Linked DNA regions of Gossypium raimondii: region 2 is linked to region 1. The links are chromatin contacts, called in public Hi-C maps. All regions are on one chromosome and are shown on one strand. Each heading gives the region's core, a stretch centred on a gene start, on an enhancer-like site or on the middle of the called end of the contact. The rest is flanking DNA. Distances are from core to core; before and after follow the strand shown.

Evidence for each region. A called contact is a pair of places that touch in the nucleus more often than the background predicts.
Region 2: a Hi-C map of leaf shows a contact between it and region 1, with 4 times the contacts expected there. The contact joins the promoter of LOC105788556 here to the promoter of LOC105788549 in region 1. A contact is called at or near these places in 2 of 2 Hi-C or Micro-C datasets (both in leaf).

The regions. Positions count from the first base shown.
Region 1 is chr2:36,025,599-36,032,804 of ASM2569854v1, forward strand. LOC105788549 (26S proteasome non-ATPase regulatory subunit 6 homolog) reads left to right here and starts at 4,286. Exons shown (of 8, transcript XM_012615494.2): 1 at 4,286-4,515; 2 at 4,618-4,732; 3 at 6,055-6,145; 4 at 6,250-6,395; 5 at 6,497-6,716; 6 at 6,804-6,912; 7 at 7,024-7,192. The coding sequence starts at 4,377.
Region 2 is chr2:36,329,143-36,336,348 of ASM2569854v1, forward strand. LOC105788556 (calmodulin-binding protein 60 A) reads right to left here and starts at 3,418. Exons shown (of 7, transcript XM_012615498.2): 1 at 2,944-3,418; 2 at 2,561-2,639; 3 at 1,144-1,196; 4 at 561-1,048; 5 at 28-188. The coding sequence starts at 3,044.

The DNA.
Region 1 (7,206 bases), core at 3,036-5,535:
ATTTTAGATTAAATTTAGGGATAAATATTATAATTATATATGAATTTTGATCCAATGTGTAATGTCATACTTAAATTTTGATTTGATTTTATGCAACTTTTTATATAAAATTTTGATTTGATCCAATTTTCACAAGTTATTGACAACATTATCGAATTAGCACCATTTTACGTTGATATATTGCATACACAAACAATTATATTAATCTAATATAAAATAAATGTATGTATTCATTTTTTTAAAATATGTATAGTTGAATCAAAATCGAAATTTCATGTATACATATAAACCGTAATTCAAATTTCATGTATATAATTATACAAAATCAAAGTTCATATATCAAATTATACATTGGACTAAAGTTTGTATGTAAATATGATATTTATCCCTTGAATTTATTAATAAACTTTATCAAAATCTATTTTAATCAATAATGATCACATGGTTTTCTTTTTGGAAAATTTCAAATTCAAAAGAATATTATATTTTGCACCCAAAATCTTTGAGAAAATCTTTTAGAAAGAAATGAAATTTATACTTTTGAAAAATATTTAATTCACTGAAGACTTAGAAAATCCTTTGAGAACAAAATAGAATTTATATTTCAATCCATGGCACCTTGAAAACTTTTAAAAAATATTTAGAAATACAATTAAATTTTTATAAATTTTTTTGACTAATCTGCAGCATCAAGAGACTTTAGAAAATTATTTTTAAAAAAAATGAAAATCGTGTACTCTGAAATCAATCATTAAAATCGTGATATTTATAGGAAAGTATAAATCGAATAAAATTTAGGAATCCTTTCTTGAGTGGTATATTGAGTTATTGACCAAAAGCAATTGAAAGTAGATAAATTAACATGAAATAAAGTGAAGTGTGTTACGATGATTTTAACGCATCAACGAAATTGAAGAGCAGAAAAAGTCTAAGGACTGGAAAGCAATTGCCTCAAGGGCCTGAATGGATTAGCCCAGAAATAAATTGAGCAAAGGTTTGGCCCGAAAGATGGGCAAGCCATCCATTGTTTTTACATTGTTGACCAAAATTAACCCTTAAATTCTTTAGGGTTAATACAGTTGTTTGCCCTCAACTTATTCAAACGTACCTTTAACTCCACTTGTCCCTTGTTGGGTGACTACAATCTTGTCTCATATTTCTTTTGCATTGTCACACAATAAGACTCTATTATACTCATTTGGACCAATAGCACAAAATAGAGTATGCATAGCTTTTGCATTTAATTGCACCTTCTTGATATCATTATCATCCCATTCACTCTATTTCTTTGGGACAATAACATCTTCGACCCTCTTTATTGGAAGGTATGACCCATTTGTAATTATCTTCCAAACTTCATAGTCGTTAGTTTGGATGAATAGCTTCATTCTTATTCTCCAATATGAGTAGTTGGTGTCATTGAATAAAGGAGACCTCATAGTGAAATGCCCTTCTCCCAATATGGTGGAATTTTGTTTTAATGCCATGATGCAAATTTCTTGACTTATGGCTTCCGTCTTGGATATCTTGAGGATCTTCTCTCTTGGTGGTAAAATCGTCTCTAGAATTCTAGCTTTGATACCAATTATTGAGATCGAAATACACCATGAGAGGGGTGAATTGGTGTATTAAAATGTTTTTGGGAAATGACAAAAATAAAACGGCTTAAGTATTTATAGTGGTTCGGTCACAATTGCCTACTTCCACTACCTTAGCTTTCCCCAATTAAGGATTTCCCAAATCCACTAGATTTGAACCTTGCATACATTTCATGCTTGTTTGAGTAATAGCAATGAGATTCCTCAATATCATGCTAAGAATAGCTAGGATTTCCAGAAGAAGATGTCATTCGTTTGATGAGAAATAAAAAGGAATATCAAAAATTCGAGTGGCTGAAGCCGAAGCAGCTACTTTCGAAGTAACCGAAAGAAAATCATTGACTAGAGTGGGAGAGTCAGAGTCGAAAAGAGGATTCCTCACTTCTTTCTCTCATTCAAAACCGTGCATGAGACTTTCATCTTGCACGGCTCCTAAGTGATAAAAGTAAAGAACTTATCTTTTTAGTTTAACCTTACAAAATCATATTTTTTCAAAAGTAAGATAGAACCACTTTCCCTTAAGATTAGAAAACCTTAAGTAACACCTCACAAATGAGAGAAAATAATGATGAATGAGATGATACCTCTAAAAGGTAGATAATCAACAATTAAGTACTCTCACACAAAGTTATAACACTTGAAAGAATGATAAAAGACTTAACCCATAAGTGTGTACAAGAAATATTTAGTAAAAGATTGAAAATTTGAGTTTTTGGAATATAGGCACTTGTTTCTATATATTAATAAGGACTCTTGACCTTGTATTTAAGTCTTCTAACAACCTTGTGGATGTTTATAGCCGTTAGAAACAAAATAGAGTCGTTGCAGCCATAAAAAACTAGCATTAAATGTAGTCTGAAACTTTGTTGTATCGATAGGAGTGGACTTGTATCGGTAGAACTCCTAGTTCTACTGGTAGAATTCTGTAGCCTTTTCAAGGTCTTTCCATCTTGAGTTCTACCGATATTTGTCCACCTAAGTATCAGTAGAAGTTCTTCAAACTTTAAAAACTCGTTAAAAATTAAGTTAAATTAAGGCTTTTTAAAAGGTTATTTTATCAAACACTTTGAAAATAATTTTAAGGATTTATAAACAATTTTTACAAATTTAAGTAGAGAATTTTTAATATACTTTTGTTATATCAAAATACTTGAAAAACTAGAGCTAAAAAAATATGTTCAATAACAAACATGTTCAATAAGGAAATAACAATTATCAAGACGATTATTAAATAAAAAATAAAAAGTTTATAAAAGTTCTAAAAGTTATAAAGATTACTGTTTTTACATGTTTAGGTTTATTTTGGTCATAAATTCTCAATATAAAAATATTTTAAAAATTAGAAATAAATAATAAAATGGTAAAAAAGATTATAAATAATTATTAAAAATCTAAAATTTTAGAAAAGGAAAATGACTAATTAAAAGTAGCACATAAAAAGTATTAAAATCATAGCCCTAAATCTAACATGTTATGAGTTTCAGATACAAACTCCTAGAAGCTAATTTTCTGAAAATATGGTGCCCTCATAAATTTATAAATTGTATGTGGTGTATTTATATTTTGATGCAATTTTAAAATTTTAATTTTATACTTAAAAGTTATTAACAATTTACTTTTAATAATGTACGTGAACTAAGTTTATAACAATTTACTTTTAAATATGATTGTATAAATGTATTAATGTCCATTTTTACAAAAAATAATAAATTCAAATCTTTAAATAATAAAATATTAAGATTAAATTTTAAATTTTAAATTTTATTCGATATATTTTATATTTTTAATAGTTATTTATGTTTGATTATTTTAAATATTTTTATAACATTTAAAATTTATATTCAAAATGAATCGAAATAAATGATTGCTGAAATTTATTTTAGACATGTAAAAACAGTCAATTTTATAATTTTTTAGTATGTTATAATTTTTAATATTTTTATAATCATTTACTATTTTTAATAATTAATTTTACAATATTCATATTTTTAAGATTTTTTATCTTTAAATATATGCTAGTATGTAAGGGCAACAATTTGCCCACATAACATGTCATGTGGGAGCTTCGTCAGCTACATTAATGCTGTTAACAAAAGGGGTAATTGAGTTTTTTTTTCCATAAATGCTCAATTGGTTATACCTTTTACACTCCTTTGTCTTTTGCCTAATTTTGTTACTATGAGCTTTAGAAAAAAAAAAAAAAGAAGGTAAAGTAGAGGTGACCCGAATATAGTTTTTTTACTGGTTATCTCGTATTAAAAATTTACAAAATAGTGATTCAATTATTTAATTATTTTTTTATCACTAAAAAATAAAAATAAAAATAAAAATAAATAAAAATAAATAATTGAATTAAAAAAAAACATAGTTAAGTATCTAGTAATAAAAAAAATTGGTTGGGCTAGGAAGTAGGAAGTAAGAAATAGATGTGATCATGGGCCAGGCGGCCTGGCCCGGCCCAATGGCCCATCTAAAATATGGCAGGATTCGGATAAAAATATAGGTTCGAAATATGAGTTTAGGCAAAATTTTTTTTTATTTTTAAAATTTTATTTTTATTTTTAAAATAAATTTTTAGTATTTATTAAAAAAATAGGCCGGGCCGGACCTAAGCCTAGGATGTGGGCCTAAACTTTTTAGCCGGGCCCGACCTATGATCACCTCTAATATACTATCCCAAACCAGATTTATTTTCCTATTTCTCAGTTCCCGAGCTATCTCAAAAGAGAAGCAGGGCTCCTTTCGCTCCAACTCAGTGTTCACTACATCGACTCAGCCATGGACACACAAGATGGAACTCAGCAGTCACAGCAACTCATCCTTGCTCACAACGTCTTCCTCCTCAAGCATCCAGACGTCTCTGACATCGAGAAGGTCCGCCTCAGCGATGAGGTCCTCAACTCGGTCCAATCCAATGGTAACTTCCCAGATTCAAATCTTCTCCTTGCGAGTTAATTATTTCGGTTCTAATTTTACACGATATGCGTTGCTTTTTTTTTCGTTGTTGTGGTGGTTTTAGATATGACTTCATATTATGAAACCCTCGTTACTGATAAAGTGTTGGAGCTGGACCAGAGCCTTTTGGAATCGATGCGTGCCAAGAATGAGGAGGAGATTAAGAAGCTTGACGAGAAGTGAGTATTTCTTTTTGCCCCCTTTAATTTTCGTTTCCTGTGTGGTTGCTAGTTAATAAAAAGTTACTTTACCGTAGATTTAGGTTTTCTGGCCTTAATTGTTGATGGGAAGTATATATTTAAGGTTTTTGGTTCACATTGTTGGTTAGGGTTTGTTTAATTCTCAATTGATGAGAATATAATGTGGAACTTTTAGCCTAACGTGTATTGACTGTATCATTTGCTTGGTGATTGGGAACTTGTAGTGGATTGAGTTTTTGGAGAAACAGACAGATTATGAACCACTAAGGGGTTTCAAGAATTGAAACTTTAATCGAGTGTTTTGAGTGTTTGAATTTTAAATTCCTTTCTGTCGCTTTGGTATCTTTATGCCTTGCAACTTTTCTTGGTCATTTTTTATTAGCAGCTGTTATTATGAGATTTGCTTTATTATGGTTACCTGTTTGGAGTTGTAACATTTACAAGAGGTATGCCCATGAACTGCTGTTAATCAAATACAGCTGAGCTAGATAGATAATGAGTTGAATGTTCTTCTTTTACCGCCAAGACCAAAGTTGGTATAATTCATTGTAGTAGCTGAATTATCTCAACTCTCGGGGTCTGTAATAAAAACGAAGTGGGATGAAGTAATCATTGCTAATGTTCCTATTTTTGGTGAATTAAATACACACACTAAAAGCCCCAAGGCAGTACCAACCCAAGTACAATGCGGATTTTATAAAACAATAGATCAACAAATTCTATAGCATTATTTACTTTTAACACTATATACAAAAAATATTTAGATGGATTTGAATCTGTAGCATTTTGTTTTTCTATCTATACAAGAATGTACACTTCCAAGATAATAACTCCTTGTCAGTTGCCTGACAGTCAATCTCTTTCTCCACAGCATTCACAAAATAGTTAGAGGGGAATTGATAGCATTTTTCTATCTATATAAGAATGTACGCCCAGTCAAGATCATAACTCATTCAATTGCTTGAGAGTTTGCATGGTAATATTATTAGGATTTAGAACTAAATGATGTTATCAATTAAAGAGGTAATAATTTTTTGTCAATGATGAATGCTTTAATATAAGAATGATGTTATCAATTAAAGAGGTAATAATTTTTTGTCAACGATGAATGCTTTAATATAAGAATGATGGAATGACATTAATTTTCTTCTAAAACTCTCGCATCTAAACTATGTCGCAATATCTTTCAACCACCAGTCTGCCTCTTTAACAAAGGAAAGAAACAATCTTAACATATGAGAGTAATTACTCTTTTCTTATTGAATTATGTTTTAACTCATGTCTGCCTTTTGGCATTGTAGGATTGCTGATGCTGAAGAAAACTTAGGTGAAAGTGAAGTTCGAGAAGCACATTTAGCAAAATCCTTATATTACATTCGGATAGGTGAAAAGGTATTTATAATTGTAGTTTATTACTCTTGAAGCTGATGTCAGCTCATCTATTCATGTTTGAGTGCTGTATTTCTTATCTTGACTTGTGTGCCCTCTCAATCTAGGAGAAAGCATTGGAGCAACTGAAGGTGACAGAAAGCAAGACAGTTGCTGTTGGCCAAAAGATGGACTTGGTTTTCTATACTTTGCAAATTGGCTTGTTCTATATGGATTTTGATCTTATTTCCAAGAGCATTGATAAAGCAAAAAAGTACATAACAACAATATGTATCAACAGTTTCTGTTACTTCTGGCTTTTGCATAACTTCTGATGTATGCCTTTTACTTACTCTGCTACTATTTTGATGCCAGCTTGTTTGAAGGAGGGGGTGACTGGGAGAGGAAGAACCGTTTAAAGGTGTATGAAGGCTTGTATTGCATGTCCACTCGAAATTTTAAGAAAGCTGCCAATCTATTTTTGGATTCTATTTCAACCTTCACAACTTATGAACTTTTCCCTTATGACACATTCATATTTTACACCGTGCTTACTAGCATCATATCATTGGATAGAGTTTCCCTGAAACAAAAGGTATTTTGGAGTTTGCCTCAGCATTCTGATCCTATGACCTGTATTATCTTTTACCTGGGCCAGTCTCTTAATCTCTAAATCTTGTAGGTGGCTGATGCTCCTGAAATCCTGACTGTGATTGGAAAAATTCCACATCTTTCGGAATTTTTAAACTCTCTATATGATTGCCAGTACAAATCATTCTTCTTAGCCTTCGGTATGTATTGGTCTAAATTCTACTGCCATTAACATTTTATTATCTCATGTTTGATAAAAGCTATTTTTTTTCACTGTTCTATTCATTCAATTTGTTTGAATTATATATTAGCTGGCCTGACGGAGCAGATAAAACTGGACCGATATTTGCATCCTCATTTCCGGTTTTACATGAGGGAAGTCAGAACTGTTGTTTACTCTCAATTTCTGGAATCCTACAAAAGTGTTACGATTGAAGCCATGGCAAAGGCTTTTGGAGTGACAGTGGAGTTCATTGATATGTGAGTAATTAAAG
Region 2 (7,206 bases), core at 2,168-4,667, 300 kb after region 1:
CAAAAAGAAAGAGCAGTCGAGTCTTACATGGCGCAACCTTGGAGGATCTATGAAGAGCATGGTCAAGAAATCCTTTACACAGTTGATATTTTCCCGACTCAAGCGCTTATGGAAAGCCCCATCTTTGCCAATTTTCTCTAATCTCCACACTTCATCAGAAAGAGATGGAGGATGGTGCTTCTTGTATACTGCAACCAGAAACTGAAAGTTGAAAAAGAGTTCTTTCTATCTTCTATCTCCTTCTCATAATGGCTTAAAAACAACCACGTCAATGCATATACAAATTCAGAAGCCGAAACGAAAGAAAAAAGACAGCAATGTAACTTTTATTTTTCTTGTTGTGATTGGAATCCTGAAGAGTATTTTGATATTTGCAATTTAATAATAGATTAAAAGTGGAGAAAGAAGGAAAACGATATTAGAATTTGTTCAACAGCTTAATATCATCAATAATAGACGACTACAGAACACTACTCAAAGTGACAAGCATCTGATTTCGTAGCCAGAAAATTTCTATTTCGTGTGCTATATAATATAGGTACTAATAAAAAAGTACTTACATTCACCACGATGATCCCTGACAATGAAGGATTCCGTCTTTGCTTCTCTTACTCTAGTTCCATCGGAGCCATCAACAACTCTGGCACCAAGTCTGAATCGACGGCTTCTTGTCCAGCTTGAATTATCCGAGAACGAAATTTCACCCACTAATCCAATTCCCCTGGTAAGAGTTAGAAATGCGTCTCCAGCAAGAAGAGGTTTCTTTCCTTCTCTCTCTCTTACAATGTTATTCTTAAACTCTTCAAGTGTCCAATTGTCCCCCTCATCACCATCAAAATCTCCCTCAAGAACCACAACCTCTACTTTGGCAGAAGACTCAGGGCCAGAGGAAACTATTTGTCCAGTAAGAGAATCGACTATGGCCACCTTAATGGCAGAACATTCTTCTGCTTCAATTCGAGTTCCAGTGAACACGGGAAGAGAGAGATTATTTAAGAATTGGAGTTGTAAGCTTCTTGATGTAGAATTTACATCCTTCCCTCCATTCCTTTAAAAAAAGAGCAGAATCGCGTGGTTAGTATACTATGAAGCTAACCCAACTTTCTGGAGAATTTTTTTCCCTTCTTTTAATTGAATTTGTACCTTTTCATATTGTTCAAATGCTTTCTAAAAGCCACTTCAACTTCCTCTTTGACCTAAGGAACATAACATAGTTAATGTACATATGATAAAGAACTACCAAAATATATGGGAGCTTGCCACCGATGGATAAGAATACAAGTTTTTGCTCGCTTTTCCCAGAATAACTTTGAAATTAGATGTCAGACACAATAGCATCGGCATTAGAAAAAGACAATGAAAAACACAACAATATTAGGCAGCATGTTCATCCAGTGAAGCAAAATAGCATTGATATAACATCCACAGAAAGGTTGAGTGAAGATGCCAAGAGAATGTGTTGAACTGAAAAGCATACAAGACATATCTGTATGACAGACATAGAATCGAGTATCAAGAGTTTCAATTATTTTAGAAAGGCCAACTGTCTGTTTTCTATGACAAATTCAGTTTACACCTTCAGTTTTGTTATATCATGCTTCCTATCTGATCTCAAAGCTTAAGTGAAATAACTAGAGAAAAAGACAGCTAAGTCGAGGAAATATGTTCCCAAGACACATGAAGACAACCAATTTTGTTGCTAAACACAAAGGTGCATATGGTCCAACAAATCTTAATGGGGTTAATGGCTAAGCTATGATCATCAGACTGAAAACATACTTTCAATAATATAGTTAAACCTCCAAACTAAAACTAATTGACACGAAGTGGAGATGTAAGGATCAATGAGATTCTCCATTCTCAACTTCTCCTTATAAAGTGTCCGTCTATTTCAATATGTTTGGCTCTATCATATTGAACTGGATTGTGGGTGATACTAGTAGCCAACTTGTTGTCACAATACAACCTCATTGACTCATTCCATTTAACCTTAAGATCATCCAAGATGATCTTTATCCACAAGAGTTCACAAATGCCTTGGGTCATAACCCTAAACTCTGCCCCTGCACTTGATCTTGCCACCACTGTCTGTTCTTCTATTCTTCCATGTCACTAAGTTCCCAAAAGGTAGAGTACAATACCTGGTAGGCGATATACTATCAGTGACATCCAACATTTATATATAGGCCCCTTTGGTGTGCTCCCTTAAGGACTGAAAACTTTGGCTTAATTCCCCATTGTTGGGTAATAAGTTTAGGCCTTCCAATTATAAGGAAAGCCTTAAGGAAAAAACTGCAAAATGCAAATGTCACCGCTGTATGTGTAACCGTATCCAAAATTTTTTACTCCCGTGTCCAAGCAGCGTGGACTATAATAACTGCTAAACTAAACCTCATTAAGCATAGGACACGGTAATTTATGATTTCAACTCTTGAGAAAGGCAAGCTCACTAATACTCTCTTTTACCATGTAAATAAAAATCTACACCTGTTATATGCAGGAAAATGATAAATAATGTAGGAGCACTTTTGAAATAACATGATTAAAGAAAGAAACATACCACCCTACGAATTAATGGCTCCAAAACTGGCTCCAGCAAATGCTGGACTGATTGCAACTTCATCACCTCCTGAACCACACTACCATCGTTTACAAACAGATTAGCAACCAGAAGAAACACTATAAAAATAATGCATAATATTAGATGGATTATATTACCAATTCATCACAACACATGGATAGGTGTAAGTGAGGTTCAACCAAATGCCTAATTCAGTTATTTTAATTGGTTACAATATCAGCCAACAACTTTACTAAGAAATAAACTCAGTACAAATATTCACTCATTTAAACTTAAATATACCTAACAAGAAAACCCCAAATTATGCATCAATAAGGGAAAAAAGAAGAACGAAATTAAGGTAAGAAAGGAAAGGCGTGTACTTTCTCAATGTAGGAACCCTTCTCCGTTTATCCTGATCAGGAGTAAAGGCTTCTGAGGGTCGACCCTTAGTACTATCTTCTTGGGGTCTCTTATGTGACATTGTTAAAACTATTAACTCCAACAATGAAAACACCCCCAGAAGCTAAGCTGTTTGGATGGTGATGAGGTTCATTCACAAACACTAAAGAACCCAACATGCGGCACTTCAATTGAAAAGGAAACCAGCAGGAGGAGATACTTTTTATTTATTCATTCATCAGTAAATGATAATCAAAGAGTAAATCCAAAAGTGGAAAAAAAGAAGCAAGAGTTAAAACCCTTTTTCCCATCCCACTTTCCTACCCATTGTCTGAATTTGGCTGTGTCTGGGATGCTTCTTCACCCTGAATCTCTTTCATGATCCTGTATTGGCCCTTTCTCTCTCTCTCTCTCTCTCTCTCGTCTGAGTTTAACACTTTAACTGCTTGGTTAGGTGGTTGTGTTTCTGTGTTGTGTGTTTATATGTAACCAAAGGATATCCGTCTGAATGTGGGACCCCACTGACCCCGTTTTGGAACTAAACAAATCTATAAACATGATGTGCTGTCCTTTCTTTTCTTTTTACTAGTGAATTATTGGAAGAAAGGAAATTTGATTTTCCTAAATTACCTATTAAATTTTAAATTAGCCTCGAGACTTAAAAAATTATTTTCTTTTTCTATTAGCTTGTTTAACATAATTGATTTTAATGTGTTTATTTATTCTTCCTATTTCATATATTGGTTAAATAGGCAATATATGTGGTTTTTTAATTGATTAAATAGGTCGTTTTTTTAATATTTAGGAAAATAAGTCAATTTTGAAGACTATGTGTGAAAGCGCGCCTAGTTAGACGCGTTTACACACACTCTCCTCAGCCATCAATTTTTTTTATGATTTTTTAGGGTTAAGGTTGGTATTAAGTTTAGATTTTTTTGTTTAAGAATTAGGATTTTTATTGGGTTTAAGGTTTTGAGAATGAAACCATGAAAGTTTATAGGTAGATTTGAAAGGTTGGGGATACAAGAACGTATCTCAAAACACATACACTTCATATGTCATGTCAGGATAGGACCATTACCTAAGAAATTCATCTTATATAAGTCAGCTTTCAGGGTGACAATGCTTGATACAATCATGGGTCGAAGTTTAAGTGGAGGTCCTAGTCAGCGGTCGTTATGCGATCACAAGTTTGAGTATAACTGGGGGCCAGTTGGCGGTCGTTATGCAGTCACGAGTTCAAGCTTTTTGGATACCCGCAAATGATGCCTTATATATACCATACATAAGATTGATGCCATAATCATAGGAAAAAATGAAGGACTTTTCGATGTAATCAAAGTAATTTTTTCTCTATTTCCGAGCAGTTGATATCTTTAACCTTTCATTCTTATTTGAGGGTTGACATCGAGGTTGACACAAGAGGGCTCTCAAGCGAAAAACTAATGTTCAGGTGGAGTAAAAGTCAAACTTGAGTCGGTGCTACAACAGTTGTAGTTATTAATGATTTTTTTAATAACTAAAAAGAGCATCACCTTTACTCCATCGAAATAGTCATTGCCCGCCGAAGAGTCCTCCTACGTCCACGACAGTGCTGACCTTCTTCTAAGAAGGAAGGTTAAAGATATCGACTGCATGGAAATGGAGAAAAAAAATTGCGCCGATTATAGCGGGAAGCCCCACAGTTTTTCCTTATGGTTATGTCTTCAAACTTTTGTATGGTATTTATAAGGCAAAATCTTCGGGTGTCCAAAAAGTTTGAGCTCGTGCCCACATAACAATTGTTAAGTGGCTCCCCAGTTATACTCTGACCCGTGACCATATAAAGCATCGTCACCCCGGAACCTGACTTCCACAGGATAGGTTTCTGAGGTAATAGTCTCATCTTGGCAGGATATATGAAATGTGTGTCTCGGAACAATATCACATCACTGAAACTCAAGAATACCTCAAATAGGAATAAATATTATTGACAAAAATTTTGACCACTAAAGTAGGGAAGAAAACTGAGAGAGAGAAATATTTTAAAGTGGAAGGATGGTGGTTGAGAGAGATGATGGTTAGGTATGATGGAGTATGAAAGGAGAGCCCCTTTTTATAAGCGCGGGGGAGGGGTGAGATTGAAAAGGAAAAAACAACTTATGGTTGAAAACACGTCATAGAAGAGGCGTTTTCATCAAATATTTGAATGATGTGCCTCAAATCTTACCCAAGATTCCAAGGATCAAGGCACTTTGGCAGGCTTTGAATGGTGGCAGATAGAAAGCGAGTTCATCTAGCAAGCTTTTTGGCCACCACTACGTTTCCAAGCACACTGAAGACTTTTTCAAGCACGCGTATGTTCAAATTGATTATGCTGAAACACATTTTCAAGCACAGAAGATCCTTTCATTATTATTATTCGATGAAAATGTGTTTTGAAGCGCGCCTTCCCTCTCTCTTTGTTCTTTTTTGTTATTAAACTACCGAAGTATTCAGTACTTAGACACAAGCAAATTCGTTCTTTTTTTTTTAAGAGTTGCATTGCGAGTGTCATCTACATTTTTTTGGATAACCATCTGAAGATTTTTTGTTCTAAATATTTAATTTTTTAAAAAATGAAATGAGTTGACAAGTGAAATCTGTAATTTATTATAACAGTCAAATTTTCAATACAGACGTTGGGATTGTATTTGTAAGAGCCCAGTCCGTGGAATTGACTTTCAACTGTACCAATCAATTACGTGAGCTACAGACTAGAATCAGGAGGAAAATCGAGGGCTCAAGCTAGGGAAGAATTTCGAGCTTGAAATATAGATATCTGACATTAGTGGACCCTTTTAAATGTGAGCCATTTGATGTTAAAGGCGAGTTAGAGCCGGAGGCGATCATAGATTCGCATTACTCAAGTGGAAATGCTACAATAGAGTTATATGTTGAGTTTGCTGAGGTTGATGCAGCTGGTCAATTTTCGACCAATGTTATGGCTAATGAAAGCACAGAAGCAGAAATGGAAAGTCCTACAACACAGTTGTGCGGTGGGTTCACTGCTTTGTTACAAAACTCCCTTTGTAATGTCCCTGAATCATCAATAGAAAGACATTATTCTGTTTCAAGCACTAATTTCAACTTCGAAGGCCATTATCAGTCGAGGTATGAGCATAACTTAAACCTCGACACCTGGGCACGACATTCAGTCAGTGCGTTCGATTTTAACTTTGGTGGTTTGATGCCCTAGGGCAAAAGTACTTATACCGGTATGCCATTAACCTACACTGGTTGGAAATCCGATGCAAATGTTGACTGTAACATGGGGTATAGAAGAATTGATGATTTACTCCCTACATTCGTGTCTCTGGACCATGTAACAAACTGAGACCATGCTAACCTGAAACCTTCCAATTTCAAAAGAGCACACGGCTGTGTCACATGCCCATGTGTGACACACGGTCATATGTTATCCCGTATGCACAAAAATAAACTTTACAATCGAGTTACCTTAACCCAACTTTTATCTAGGCTATATACATGCAACAACCAATTCTTAAAATTATTACAAGTGCACCAAAATCACATTTAAAGACATAATCCAATCCCATTTCTAACCAATATACCTCAAGGCACCTCAATCACATTCAACTCAAAATGAATCATTTCAATTCATCTAAACATTTCTATCAAACAACAAGTTACAAAAAACATGCAGACATTTATGATAAGGTGTGAATCAGGTTAAATAACAAAGAATATATTTAAACAATAATGAATCGATTTAAACATAAAGACAATCGATTCAAAAGTAGTATTCTAACATTTACCACAAACATATCAGTAACAATTCAATCCTTACAGAAAGTCGAACTACTCGTCACATATTTTTGCCTTCCCTATTCTTTTTTATGCTCCCACATCAACTTTAGCTACGAACATTAGTACAACAATGCACAACATTATTTTTCCAACTAAATTTACAATCAATCGTAAACTCTTACATATTTTGACATTTATTCAATTTAGTCTCTAAAATCGAGACTAACATAATTTCAATTTAGAACCCAAAATTTTAAACCGATTCCACTTTAGTCCTTTGTATACCTCCTATTTCTCATTTTTACCACAAATTTTGAAATTTATACACTTTAGTCCCTGTTGTACAAAACTACAATTTAACTTCACAATTTAGTCATTTTCACACCTAAGCTTAAATTCTAAAAATCTAATACCTAAAATTTCAAAGATTCATCCATGGCATCATTCTAAAACTT